Regions from separate parts of the Danio rerio genome. Here region 1 is linked to region 2. Evidence: chromatin contacts called from public Hi-C data. All regions are on one chromosome and are shown on one strand. The core of a region is the stretch at or near the end of the contact, and the rest is flanking DNA. Distances in the headings are between cores, read along the strand shown.

Region 1 (3,028 bases), core at 497-2,996, 210 kb after region 2:
TTTCACAAACCGATTGCTTTGATTTATTTTTTACACGCAACAGAAGGTGCACATTTCTAGTGCATCATTATGTTGTTACAGGTTGTCATGTCGGTGGGGAACTATTATGATGTTTTTTGAGAAACAATGAATAAATATATACAGTACTCTGTGAGCCTGTCATCCCAAGTTCTACAGAAACCCTGGTGTTTTGTGGACTGGTTCCCAGCTTTAGCAGATGCAGCATCAATCACTCTTCAGTACAGCTGTACACATTTTCATCCAAAATAAAAACGAATATAAATAAGTATAAATTACACCTACAAGACATGAAAAGCATCTCCTTTCCTCATTCCTGCTTGTATCCTACTGTACCTCAGACATACTTATTTGTGGCAGAATATTGTCCTCTCAGAATGGGTGATTTCATTGATTTATGTTTTTTTACCTACTAAAAAATCAGCTTGACCAGCCTAGCCAGTCTGGGAGCCCGGCCAAAACCACCTATGTCCAGCTTAAACCAAGAGGGTCAAGCTGATTTTAGATGGTTTTAGCAGGTCATTTTCCAGCCTAACCAGCTAAGACCAGGCTGGAAATGGCTGGAAACCAGCCTGGAATTGGCCAAAACCCCTCTAAAACCAGGCTGGTTGACTAGCTAAAACCAGCCAGCCAAACCTGGTTTAAGCTGGATTTTTTAGCAGGGGTATCTGGGACAGGATCAGTGTTGGGGAAAGTACATGTGTTACAGTCTATTACAGTCCTGGGTCTTTTATTCTTTCTGATTAGTAACTAAATTGTTACTTACTTTTTAAGGAAAGAAATGTGTTATGATTTTTAAAGATTAATATGGGAAAATATTATTTTCAAATGTAAAATTGGTCCAAAATTGTAAAAAATTGTCTAAAAACAGGACAAAATTCAACATCAAATGTTGGATATGAAATTTAAAAGTAAAGTAAAGCAAGTGTCTGTCATAAATGCATCAGATATTTTATATGCATGGACAACAGGTGGCAGTCTTTCCACAGAAACACACACAAGCACGTTTGTTTTAAATGTGGGGAATTTCCATGGACATGAGTGTTCTAAAGTGCAAAATCTACACTTAACCTTATAACCTTATTCCTCACAACGACCACACACAAACATACTGTACACACGTCTCCGTTTGTTTTTCTAAAATGCTAATAACAATTATTTGAAAGCTGCGCTAGTGCAATATATATATATATATATATATATATATATATATATATATATATATATATATATATATATATATATATATATATATATATACACACACACACACACACACACACACACACACAGTATATGCACACTGTCGCGCCTTAATTGAGCATTATCGTTTTTTTGAACGCTTATAATGATTACAAAACTGAAACGTTTTGTGCTCATGTTTAATATTTCATACTGCATACATGTTTCAAGTGCAAATGAATTTCGCGCCTTCGATGTGGCGATTGAAAGCTTTTTTAACCGATTCTTTTGATTCTTTCAAGACATTTCGTACTTTGAGAGTAAAGTTATGACGAGATATAGGCTATTGAAAGACATATAAAAGTACAATGCTACGCTGCGTTTAGCTAGCATTTTAAAAGACAAAAATGGAAGAAGAAAACCACACTTACGAACAATTCAACTTTTTGAAACAAAGATTCTGTTCAAACTAACCGATTCTGTGAACTGATTCCAACATGAGGACTGAAAAGGTGTGTGTTCAAGTTCAAGAGGACTGAAGGCGGGGTAAAAACCCTTCAAACAAATCATTGCCGCGACGCCGTGTTCACGGTTTGTTTTCATTTCGACCTCCAGTGCTTCCAAAGGTGCAGTTTGGAAACAGTTGAGGGGAATAGTTGCCGACTTCAAACAGCGGACAGCCTTATTGTGAGTTTGTAAAACTTTCTGTCTGTGTTTTATGAATGAACTGCAGAGCTGTCAGCTTCTTCTTGCTGCCATGCGCGTTTCAAGTCATGAACGTTAACCACAGTATCAGATCATTTAGAGATGTTTATGTTTTAAATAAAAAAATAGAAGAATTATATCATATTAATGGTTTTATGGTACTATTCACACAGTAAATGTGCAGTATTATTGATTTTGGCTGATAGTAAAAGTTGCAGCAGGTAAGGCAAGACTCTGCAGGTGAACATTGAAGTGTTTCTATTCATTTTAATTTTTGTTAAGTTCTCAGTTTAAAAAGAAAAAAAGGATGTAGTCCGATTTAAACATTCATTGTTTTTTATCAATATTGATATTTATTATTAGTACAATGACAATTACACATTGAAGGTTTTTGCAGAAGAGATTTGGGGATCTCTTTAGAAACTAAAGAAAATTCTGAGTAACGTTACAGCTGGAAAGATACATTTTAAATTTGGCTTAGAATAAATGTTGTATAACCAGCCATATTATATATGAACATCTGTAACAACCTTCTGAATACAGATTGTTTGGTGTATGTAAGCGCTGATAAAGTGTAGATTTAACGCTCTTTTATGGCTGAAGGAAAAATATAATTTTGGAAAAGGCCTTTAAAGGTATGCATTTTAATTTGAAATGCGAAAAGCCTAAAATCTCAATATCAACAGGTACATGAAAATTATGTATTATTTTTAACTGATTTGATTATTATTTATTATTAGTATTTTTTTCTACAGTGTCTCACCCTAAGCTTTCTAACAATGCTTACAGGTAGTAATTTGTTTCAGATTATTTTACTGAAAGTGCTTGCTAATGGTATTTGTACTCTCAAGTTATTTCACACTGACTACATGCATTTAGAATGTTTGTAAAACATTTAATAGGTGTGGTATTATATACAGTATATGAGTGTACAGCATAATTTTTACAAAGAAGTTTACCAAATTTCTTCAATCCAGCTCAACAGTAAAGATCTAATATTAACAAATATTACTGTACACCAGGAATAGCTTCCACCACCTCATATCCAGTTATTTCATGCATTTATTCATTTTCTGTTCGGCTTAGTCCCTTTATTAATCTGGGGTTGGCACAGCGGAATGAA
Region 2 (2,765 bases), core at 81-2,580:
AAAACATAAAAAAAATCATGCAGAAACTCTATTGGTGTACATTATGGTTATTGCAAAGAGATATAATAACTCACTAACTTTCAGTTTTTCACCTTCATTAATGAATAATTTGTCCTATGAATTCATTATAAAAATTATAATTAAAAAAAGAATAAAGTACCATGTTATTTCAGAAATTAAAATTAAATTATTATTAAGAAATGAAATTAAGTAATATTAAATAATATTTGAGTAGTTAAAATAATTATTTATACATAATATAATATAGTATAATATAATATAATTTCATAAAATATAATATCATTTCATAAAATATATCATAATATAATATCATTTAACATAAAATGATATAATATAAAATAATTTAATATAACATAATATAACATAATATAATATAATAAACTATAATATAATATAATATAATATAATATAATATAATATAATATAATATAATATAATATAATATAATATAATATAATATAATATAATATAATATAATATAATAAATACTGTTAAAAAAATAAAGGGAACACTTAAACAATGTAACTCCAAGTGTTCCCTTTATTTTTTGAGCAGCATATAAATATTTGTACAATTTTCTGTAACAATTTCAAATCAACCTCATCAACTGCACTTGAGGAGAGTTATGAGACACCAAGCTGAAACGAGATTCTTTAATGATGCTCTAAATATTCATCAAATAACACACTGTTAAAAAATGACAAAAAAATCAAGACAACTTTTTTTTTATTATTATTATTATTAGTTAATCAGGTATCAACTACTGTTTTTAGTTATACAAACATGAACTTAATATCAGGTCAGTTTGATATAAGTAAGCTAAAAAATAATTTAATTCAACAAAAAAATTAAGGCGTAAATATGGTGTTTTTATTATGAACAATTTGATTCTTACAGAACGTTTGAGGTATATTATCAATAGCAACGCCATGACAACAAATATTTTTGTATATTTAAATTAATAAAATTATAAGTATAAAAATAAATTAATAAAATATTACATTTAAAAATCAATAATCAAACTTATGTTTAAGCAAGTTTAATGTAAGTTGAATTTGAATTGCAATTTTATTTTTTCAGATTTAGGCAATAACATTTTTTACAGCTTAGCGTAGTGTGATAAAAGCGAAGGGATAAGACACAGGGAAAGAGATGTTCAAGATAAGTAGAAAATTCTTGGCTCAACCTGAGAACTGACAGGATGCAGATCACCCATCAAACACACACGAAAATGATAACTGTCCGGCAGAGGTGGAAAGGTCTCTGTTCATATCCCAGAATTCCTCTTATCAGTGACCTCTCATACAAGCTCTTGCTCAAGACTTAAACCTTCACAAACACTGAGTACACGGCACAGGGAGAAACACAAAACGTGGATCGGTATGTTCAGTATGTGTTTTTCAGAGCTCATGGTGTGTCTGAAACACGTGAAATGCAACGTTCGGTGAGATCAACGCTGTCCAGTTTGGGTATTAGCAAAACAACCATAAATCTGATTACCAGCAGGTATTTGCTAAAGCCACAGAAAAATGCATGTTTGCAAAGACAAAGGGCATTTTAAGAGATTGGCTGATTTGAATCATGTTTATTACGACAACTGTTCATTTTCAGACATTAAATGCCACCGAATGCCTTTGCAACCCCTTCTTAAAATGTAAAGTATAGTTTGTTTGTTTTTTTAGATCAGCTTGAATTTTATATTTAATGTTATTTTGTGTTTTTACAGAGGAAACATGTTGCGTCCAAACCAGGCTAATATTGTTTTACACATTTGTACCTATTGGGTCCATATTGGTACATTAATGGTGTTAGTGTAGTAATAATTTCAAAAGGCACTTTTCTTGGATTGTTAAGGTACCCATATGTAAAATATACCTATATGGGCTCATTAAGTACAAACATGTAACTTTTTAAAAGGCATTTCTCAGTGACACGTTTTATACCTTCATTTCTGGAAGTGTATAGACCATTTTGAGGGATGTAAACTATAACAATAGTCCTATTGTATTTTCTGTTTTACATCTTTAATTTCCATAGCTTCCATGAATCCAGAAAGGTTCACATGTTAATAAATAATTTTATGTAATTTGTTTTAATGTTAAGACATATTTGAGTTGCCTCTTATTACAGTTATGAAATAGTTTGACAACAAACAGGTAATGTTCATGCGCCAATGACATCAACACATTTAAAGGGCACCTATTTTACCCCTTTTACAAGATGTAAGATAAGACTTTGGTGTCTCCAGAATGTGTCTGTAAAGTATCAGCTCAAAATACCCATCAGATTATTTATTATATGTACAATCTGCCCGTTTTGGTGTCTGAGAGCTATGTAGCTGTTTTTGTTGCCTGTGGCTTAAAATCCAAATGAGCTGCTTCTCCCCACACACCACTCCAGCGTGTGAGTCTGCTTCTCATGCGTTACGTCAGATAAACAGCAGTCAGTGACAAAGACAGACACGGATGAAGCTGAATTAAGGTCAGTATTCAAAAATACCAAGTAAGTTTATTTGATGTGTTTCTGGTTTGTGGAGTTTATTCAAGCCTTTCTGAAATGATGAGTCACACACAAATGCCATTATGCAGTACACACATACAAACACATATGTGCATTTACTGACACCATGGTGATTGTAGCAGTTCAAAATTACATAGAAATTTTACTTTATAACAAACATGTACTGTTTTAAAATTAATTATTAATTATTAAGGTGCAGCTGATCACAGGGAGTTGTTACATAT

The links. A called contact is a pair of places that touch in the nucleus more often than the background predicts.
Region 1: a contact with region 2 is called in a Hi-C map of embryo, with 3 times the contacts expected there. The contact joins the promoter of syne2a here to the enhancer-like site in region 2. A contact is called at or near these places in 2 of 18 Hi-C or Micro-C datasets (both in embryo) and 1 of 4 datasets of contacts at active chromatin or transcription factors (caudal fin).

What each region holds. Positions count from the first base shown.
Region 1 is chr20:24,351,767-24,354,794 of GRCz12tu, reverse strand. syne2a (spectrin repeat containing, nuclear envelope 2a) reads left to right here and starts at 1,746. Exons shown (of 98, transcript NM_001365331.1): 1 at 1,746-1,887.
Region 2 is chr20:24,557,011-24,559,775 of GRCz12tu, reverse strand. No RefSeq gene overlaps it. Among named protein-coding and RNA genes, the nearest start is that of nmu, 34 kb to the left of the region's middle. Within about 2 kb of position 1,330, at least 7 of the 62 cell types and tissues checked have an H3K27ac peak or open chromatin away from gene starts, as enhancers often do.